Regions from separate parts of the Urocitellus parryii genome. Here region 2 is linked to region 1. The links are chromatin contacts, called in public Hi-C maps. All regions are on one chromosome and are shown on one strand. The core of a region is the stretch at or near the end of the contact, and the rest is flanking DNA. Distances in the headings are between cores, read along the strand shown. Region 1 holds the start of Tmem181 (transmembrane protein 181). Region 2 holds the start of Tulp4 (TUB like protein 4).

The links. Hi-C and Micro-C count contacts between places; a contact is called where the count stands out from the background.
Region 2: a Hi-C map of muscle shows a contact between it and region 1, with 5 times the contacts expected there. The contact joins the promoter of Tulp4 here to the promoter of Tmem181 in region 1. A contact is called at or near these places in 2 of 2 Hi-C or Micro-C datasets (liver and muscle).

The regions. Positions count from the first base shown.
Region 1 is chr8:8,790,175-8,794,643 of mUroPar1.hap1, forward strand. It overlaps Tmem181 (transmembrane protein 181), which reads right to left and starts at 2,248. Exons shown (of 17, transcript XM_026393833.2): 1 at 2,172-2,248. The coding sequence starts at 2,179. It overlaps LOC144256717 (a long non-coding RNA gene), which reads left to right and starts at 2,369. Exons shown (of 3, transcript XR_013344217.1): 1 at 2,369-2,546; 2 at 2,723-2,796; 3 at 4,289-4,449.
Region 2 is chr8:9,052,440-9,056,908 of mUroPar1.hap1, forward strand. It overlaps Tulp4 (TUB like protein 4), which reads right to left and starts at 1,845. Exons shown (of 15, transcript XM_026393843.2): 1 at 1,772-1,845.

The DNA of each region.
Region 1 (4,469 bases), core at 998-3,497:
TTCAGAAAAAAGAAAAATTAGCTAACAGACATGATCCTAAATAACTCCGGGACTGCAGGAACATGATTCTGACCAAGCCTGATGTCCCCTCAAGCACTAGGAGATTCGGCAGGCTTGGGACCCTGAAGCCATAGCAGGATCCACAGAGCTTAATTTGTTCACCTTCACTGATGGCAGAGATGGGTCTAATCGATACACTCCTACTCAAAAACACCCCAGGATGAAAGACACATGTGAAATGCACTCGGCTTGCGCACCAAGCAAGACCCACACAATGCCAGCCTTACTGACCTCTTCAGAGAAACGCAACAGAGAAGCAAAGCAACCAAAGGGCACAAGGAAGCCTCGGCAGCAGAGCTCAAAAAGAAGCCACCTGACCACTCTTCAAGATGCAGCCTATACCTCTCCTGTCCTGGCATTATCAGAAGGGATGGAGGTGGCAGGAAACTCCTGGTTGAAGCCTTAAAAACTAAGGCTCTGACTGGTTCTGCTGGCAATCTCTCTGTCTTTTTAAAGAGCAGGTTGAGCCATCCGTGAGCTGAGAGGTCACTGGGGCCAGGGTTTGCAGTGTGGGCAGTGTGGCATCACGCTCCTGAGAAGTTTGCTGGCATTGCCCTGGCTCCTCCAGGCAGCTGTCTTCTCCTGATCTCTCCCACCCACTTCCTTCTTCAGGCTCCAACCCTGCTCCTGTCCCTTCTGGCCTTGGACAGCACTCTGACCTAACCAGACATGCTTCAGATGTTTGGCCTTGAGTAGGATTTTATTTACTGCCCAAAACCTTTAGTGATTCCCAGTTCAGTGCCACACTGAACACTGGACGATGTGGCGCTCTGACCTCCGGATATCCACACCCTACCACCCCACCCCTTTGCCCAACAGAGCCTGAGGCACACCTCCCGGACAGCAAGTGCCCACAGCGGGTCACACTGTGGGTATCAAATCTCTCATTCAAGCTGCAGTAAACAGTTCCTCCCCAAGACCTTTCCTTGGTTAATGGCTTCCGTTTGGGCTAGTCCCCTGGCCTGTAGCAGACAGTGTAGGCAGGGGACCTGGGTTCCAGTTCTGGCCAAAGTCCAATCCCCTTCACATACTCCACTATTCCCCACAGAATGGGTCAAGGCAAGAATCCCAAATGCCCTGCCCAGCCAACCAACCCAAGAGGTCCGTAAGAGGACCCTTGAAGCATGCAGCCACCACTGTGCCACAGGGCCACATATCTGGAAGGCACCTTTACCTGAGTGTTCCAAGACGCAACACAAGAGCAACACTGCTAACACACCTCCACCTGGCTTTTATTTAAAAGAGAGACCTTTAAAACATCCACCTGGGCCTGACACTTAATGCCAGCCTGGTTTTCCACCCTGTGCTGAAGTGACCAACTAACTTGCAAAAGCAGGAGGGGAAAAGTGTCCTTCTACCACAGGCGCTTGCCTGGAGGCAACCTCCCCCACCACGTTACTTTTCTGCCTCTAGAACCCCAAATCAACCTCTAACCCACACAGTCCCTCCCTCCTGAGGCCGCCTTCCCGGGCCACCCTGCAGAGCCCGGCAAACCTCCTCGCTGCGGGACTCGCACTCGGCCCTGGACCTTCCGCAGCTCCACTCAGCGCCAAGCCTCCCACCAATCCCCTCTCCGGACGCTCCCTGGGGTCACCCGGGTGACTCTGCGGCATCAAAAGCAAGCTTTAGGGACGGCGTCCCTGGGGCCACCCAGACAGGTTTTTCCCCATTAAAGCCTCTGCACTTCACAGGGGACTCGGCCAAAGTCAGCAGATTGCAAAACTCATAAAACTCGGCATCCCAGTGACCCTGCGAGGCGGTGCCGGCTCCAGCGTGCCCACGTCACCAGCGCCTCGGGAGGCGCCCCCGGGCAGCGCCCCCAGTCGCGCGCCCGGCAGCCGCGGGGAGGGGGTGCGTCCGGCTCCCGGTGCGGAGGCCGGGGCTCGGGGTGGCCAGGGCCGCCCGCTGGCCAGACCCCGGGGCGCACCGCTCCCCTCCTCCTGCGGGGCGGGCCGGGGGCTCCGGTCGCCTCCCCTCGCCGCCACCGCCCCCGGGCCGGGCCCGCGCGCCGCGCCCCCTCGCCCGCCCGCGAGCCGCACGCGCGGAGGGCGCCCCGGGCAGAGCGCCCCGCACCCGGACCCCCGGCTCCGCCCGCCCGCGCCGGCACTCACGGTTCCATCTCGGCGCCCCCGGCCGGCGCGCCCGGAGCCGCGCAGCAGCCGCGGCAGCCACAGCCGGAGCGACGGCGGCCGCGGGCAGCGGACCGGGAAAACGCGTCAGAGCGCGACGCGCGGTCACGTGCGCGGAAGCGGAGGGCGCGGAAGCGGCGACCGCGGTGGGCGCTGGCCAGCGCGGGGCACCGGTCCTCCGCACGCCCGTCGCCTCAGTCACGACCCAGGCCAACCGAAGGGCCGCAAGGGCACGAATCCCGGAGCGGGGCCACCTCTGGGGACCAGGCCGCAGTCTCCAGCGCCCTACACACGTGTCTGCTTCCTCTTTCGTCTCCAACCGCGAGGTCCTTGCACGGAACTTTCACTGGCCAGCGTGTGAGCGCGTCCCGCCAGAAAAGCATCCTATACCCGCTCTGCCTTTGGTAGTTTAGGGGGTTTTAAGCATCCCTCCCAGTCTATTAGACTGCAACGCGTATTTTATTACCAATATTTAGCCGTAACATTCCATCACCATCCCCTGTGACTGCTTTTATTTGTCCTCCTCTTCCCAGGACCTGGCACCAGTCTAGCACAGAAAGACACCAGCGCACGAGTATTGAACAGATGACTGAACTGGATTTGTCAGGTGACTAACAATATACCAGCCTATGTTCCAATAGTTTAAGAGAATGGGGACCACTTTCCCAAGGAATCAGAGGGAATGGGTTTCAGGGGACTAGTAAGTGGTTAAACGGGCCCCTGCCTTCTGGCTAGGGTGAGCAGCTAGTTCTAGAAGGCCTAAGAATTCCCTAGTTCTAGCACTAAAAGTCCTATGTCCTGGAAACCCCCTCCGTCCAGACAAACCAAGACAATTGATCACCTTATTTCTGACCCATGTTTTTCTTAGTTACTGGTCTAAAGTGTCTTTGCTTGGTTCCCTCAAAATAGAAACTGAGACAGTAGTGTCCATGTTAACTTTGTTGGGAGCAGGGAAACAAGGAGAGAGAATAAAGTTTAGACGGGGACAGAGAAGAGTACGCTTGGGGAAGTGCAAGCTGGTCAGAGCTTTCAACACAGCTGGCTGCTCAGCCTTGCAGGAGAGACTCATAGAAACTACAGGGTCAGGAGACAATCTGTTGGCTCTGTCCTGTTACCTGTCTCTCATTGGTCTCCCATTGGTCAAAGTCTGATCTACACATCCAGGTAACTTTACCAGCCCCTGCAAGTGGCTACTGATGGCTAGCAGCATCTGAAGGTACCAGTACAGCCAGTACAGGGTAAATGAGGCTCCCTTGACAGTCAGCACCCACGGGCTCCTTTGCTGGGGCTGCACGTACAGAGGGTGGAACTATGGGAAACTTTTCCAGCATAGCTCAGGCAGGAAAGCAAGCGGGGAGGCCCATGGTCCTGTGGGGTGTGGACCCAGGCAGACCAGGGGGATCTGGGGATCCAGCACAAAGAAAGAGAAGGTTTGGAATATTTGTTACAAAGACTGGGGAAATGGATGGCCTGGGAAAGCCTAGCAGTACTCCAGGGCTTCATGAGGCCTCAGCTCACAGTGGTGACTTCCTATCAATGGTGACCTTTCTGAAACCTGCCTGGTGGCAAGTGCCTCCTGCTGACCAGGCAGCCTGGCATGACAAGGGAGCTTGGGTCCTGGGCAAAGATTAGGGGCCGTGAGACAAAAGGAAGTGAGAATCACTTGAGGAACTTTAAAAAAACCATAATGCCAGGGCTAGGGTTGTGGCTCAGTGGTAAAGTACTTGCCTAGCATGTGTGAGGCCCTGGATTCGAGTCTTAGCACCACATATAAATACAATAAAGGTCCATTTACAACTAAAATAAATATATATATTTTTAAAATGCCCAGTGAAATGAAACCAGATCTAAAGTGCAGTGTAGGCACCAGTGGTTTCCAAAGTTCCCTACAGGATTCCAGTGTACAGCAAGTTTGATGGCTAGTTGGGCACTGGAATCTAGGCTGATTGGCTCCAGCTCCTTCCTTGGGGCCACATGCATTTTTATTCTTTGGTTCTGTGAATTACCCCTGTAATAATCAATTCCCTCTTTTTGGTTGACACTAATACCTTAACCATCAGTCTTAAATGCTGCATTACTATCTCTTTATGAAATGACAGTGCTGCTAGGTGTCCCTGATGTGACTCTCAAGATGAGAACTGCTGCAAAGTTCCAATTCCTACTGCAGCCTGAAGGAGGGGCACTCTGCTCTGCAGTGCTCCCCACAGACGCCTGACTGACCTCCACGAGAAGGTGCTACTCTGGAGGAGCAGTGCCTGCACCCTCTAGGCTGACTTCAAA
Region 2 (4,469 bases), core at 595-3,094, 260 kb after region 1:
ACATACTATCATTTCCACACAGCAGACTATTACAAAAAAGGGGGACGGGTGTGAATTTCCCATTCTGAATGTGGCTATCACTGCACAACGCTGAGATCAACTCCAAACTCTGGACTGCAGTATGGCTAAGTGCAAGTTCCCTGTCACTTCACACCCATCCCAAACTGGAACTGCAGCAAGCCAACACTGCTGGACCTGGAGAGAACTCTCCAGGACCACAGCACCATTCTTGTAGTCTTGCCTGCAAGAGTAAATTCCAAATAGCTGAGGAATGGAGACCCCAGATACGAGAAGAAAAACAAAGAAAGGGAATTCTAGACGGATCTTTACACTCTTCAAAACCCTTAGAGACAATTTCCTCTGTGCTAAAACCTGCCTACTAAGCGGGGGGGGGGGGGGGGGGGGTCCCCGTATAGAAAAACCCTGGAAACGGTTCCCTGGCCAGGGAAAATGATTATCCCCAGGGGAAGAAGTCTTACCAGACTTTCGGATCACCTGGGCGAATTAGCCGGCAGGATGAACAGGTCCCTCCCTAAGGGGCATCAAGCTCAGACAGAGGGCATCACCCTAATTTCTCTCCACAAAGCCAGATGGCCCTCATCTTCTCAACCATGAAGTGCCGTCGTGACAGGAGGAGGAGACGACTCCCTGCTAATTGCCCCAAGCGGGTCAAACTTTGCATCGGCATGATGCACTGGGTTTTGAGGCACAGGGAAGGAGGAAGGGTTGGTACTGGGAGCGGAATCTCCGCGATTTGCCAGAGGAAACAGCAGGCTCCAGACAGCAGAAGCGCCGGGATTTCCATGCAGCTGCCACGACAGGTGACCGGGCCGCTTTGCAGACACCCCGCTCGCTCCCCGGGCTTCACCGAAGGTGGGGCGGGCAGGAAGGGGAAGGAAGGAGGGAGACTGGACCGAGGACGGGAGGTGGGCAGAGCAGGGAGGGAAAGCCACTCCATCCCGACGGTGCGGCGGCCAGGGGAGCACAGCCCCGTCTCCCCGGGGAAATCATTTTAAGGGATTTTCTGTCTCCACAATTAAGAAGAAAAAAATGGCTCCAAGCCAAACGCCTCCTGATTTACACACACACACACACACACGCACGCACGCACACCCCGAGCTCCGCTTTCGCACCATTTTCTCACGGGCTCGAACAAAAGGCTACCCAGCAAAGCCGCAGCCACGGCCGCCCGGGGCCGGGTCAGACGCCCTCGGCGCCGCGCCCTCGGCCCGAGTGCAGACGGCCCACCCGCCCGCCCGGCCCCGCGCCCGCCCGCCCCGCCCGCCGCGCCCACCACGCCCGCCGGCGCCGGGCCCGCGGGGACACTGGCCGGGGTCCCGGGGCGCTCCGGGCCGGCGCCCCTCCCGCGGGACGGCGCGGCACCCCTGCCCGCCGCGGCCGGAGACAGCAGCCCCCGTGCCGCCTCACCTCCCGCGCCGTGGCGGCGGCCCCGCGCCTCTCCGCGCCTCTCCGCCTCCGCCTCCAGCAGCCCCGCCGCCGCCGCCGCCGCGGCCTCCCCCCGCGTCTCGGCCGAAGTCTCCGCCTCCCTCGGCCGCCGCCGCCGCCGCCGCCGGCCCGGCTGCGCGCCACGTGACCGCGCCACGTGACCCGGCGCGGCGAGCGGCGCCTCCCGGGCCAGCCCGCCCGCCTGCCTGGACCCGCGCTGCTGGCCGTTGGCGCTGCCCGGGCGGTTGGCGCTGCCCTGCCGAGCGCGGGGTGGTCTCGGCCCCCGTCCCCTAACCACCCCGTCCCGCAACTCCACCGCGCTCACCTGGCGCGTGGCTGGAAACAGAGCCACTGCCAGCCGGGGCATCCGCCTCCACCCGGGAGACCCCCAGCCTCGGCAGCCTCCCGCCCGCCACTCGCGCGCGCGCACACACACGCACACTCGCGCGCGCGCACCCGACAGCGCTCTCCCCTGGACCACAGCTGTACCCAGGCTGCACGACGGCCAGACGGTGCCTAGCGTGGTCTTCGGAGCCTGGCGAACGCGAAAAACCCTCACACCCCACAACGTCAGGATCTGTGTGCTGTCCTGACTTCAGTGGGGCCGGAAGTGGACATCACGTAGTGCCTCCAATTGAGAGCCATTAGAGAGCACGGGTTTGCTCATTCTATGAGCCAGCGTGGCTTCCCATGAAAACAGTCGTTGAAATGCCTTCGATGATGATGATGATCTCACTTCGAGGATCTCTTTTTCAGTTGGTCTTACGGAGAAAGGAGTTGATAGTGTCATTTTAACTCACACAGGCAAGAACTCAGACCCTTTCCCCACATTAAAATTGATATTTTGATAGGAATGAAAACTTCAGTCATTTTTCCTTCATTTTTCATCCTTACAAAGAAAAGGCATTGCTGACTGTAGGACTGTTCTCATATGTGTAGTTTAAAAGAGAAGATCCAGCATCCTTTCTTCCTTGAATTGAGGCACAGTTAAGAATAGTAGCCACTCTGCAAGTGCTCAGCAGAGTTTTCTATTTGCCTATCTGCATAAATTCAAATCAGTTTCAGATTAAGAATTACTGCTTCTGTGAATTTGGTCAGAAAGAAGGAAGTTGGACTCAATCTGTCAAATTATAAAATTCCATACCTGCAATTTTTAAAATGTCGACAGATGCTACCTAGCTATCTTTATCTCTAAAAAGGCAATTTTAGGCCAACGTGGTGGCACAAACATGTAATCCCAGCTATTCAGAGCCTGAAGCAGGAGGATAGTAACTTGGAGACCAGTCCATCAAGGGCTTTGGGAAACCCTGTCTCAAAACAATAAAAAGGACTGAGGATGTAGCTCCGTGGTAGAGCACCTCTAGGTTCAATATCCAGTACCATAAAAAAAAAAAAAAAATCAGCAATTTTAAAACAATATTACTTCATATATGAGTTCATATAAACAACATATTTGATAGAAGTACTAATTCACCATTATTTCATAACAATATAAGCACCCCTAAACTAAATTTTAAAATATTTAAGAAACAAAACTACATTCAGATTTTAGAGTACCTTGAATATAAAAAGATAATTCTTAATGAGTGTCATTACTACAGTGCTTCAGTTTAATGCTCCATAAAATTCTACATCCTGTGGGGAAAACAAAATTTACAGTTTCTAAGCAGAATTACTTTAAAAATACATATATAACATTTTATAGCTTTATTTTATTTATTTTTTTATATAGGGATGAGGATCAAACCCAGTGAGTGCCTCACACATTAGGCAAGTGCTCTATCACTGAGCCATAATCCCAGCCCAAAAATACATATATAACATTTTTAAAGTACTTCTCTCTCTCTCCCTTCCCCTTTCCCTCCTTCCCACCCCCACACAGCGATCAGCAGCAATTAGAAACCTGGAGCAAATTATGAAAAATCTGAAACTGAGGATGAAAGATGAAAACACAGTTGAAGAACTTTCTTGAACCAACAAATACCATCTATATATAACAGTAAATTATTTAATACCATCAAGACATTTTTCTTCTGCAAAATAAAAACACCTTGAAACTACTCTTTTGCTAGCACCATAGTTTTCCATATATTTCCTTTTACTGTTCTGTTCCATTTCTCTCAGTAGCTGCCTTCTAGCCCTTACTTTCTTTCTACCATCTTAGAGATCTACTCCCTTCCTCTGCATTTTCAGAAGCAAAATGGTTTGCTTAAGACCTTTAATTTAGAGGCTGGGGCTGGGCCTCAGTGGTAAAGTGTTTGCCTTGCACTGGGTTCAATCCTCTGCACTACATGAAAATAAACAAAGATACTATGTGTTCATCTACAACTAAAAAAAAAAAAAAAAATTTTTTTTAAAGACCTTTAGCTTCGGGGCTGGGATTGTGGCTCAGTGGTAGAGTGCTCACCTAGCTTGTGCGAGGCCCTGGGTTCAATCCTCAGCACCACATAAATAAATAAAGATATTGTGTCCAACTACAATGAATCTCTTATATATTTATTAAAAAATAAATATATAAGAGATTCATTTATAATAATTTGTTAAATCTGTTGTGAACCAGCATTTTGCACTTTAAAAAACTTTCTCAGGAAATGAAAAGAGTGGCCTCTTATTTAGAAATTTGAAGCAACCGGGAGCCATTAGGAAGAGGGAGACTTGGCAAAGGGGACCATTCCACCAGCCTTCAAAATCCCACTGGTCCAATAACCTCATTTTTTTTTTTTTTTAGTTCTCGACGGACACAACATCTTTGTTTGTATGTGGTGCTGAGGATCGAACCCGGGCCGCACGCATGCCAGGCGAGCGCGCTACCGCTGAGCCACATCTCCAGCCCAATAACCTCATTTTTTAATACCTTTATTTTGTTTACTTAGTTTTTTAAATGTTTATTTTTTAGTTGTAGTTGGTCACAATACCTTTATTTTATTTATTTATTTTTATGTTGTGCTGAGGGTCAAACCCAGATCCTCACACGTGCTAGGTTAGCGCTCTACCACTAAGCCACAACCCCAGCCACATGTTTA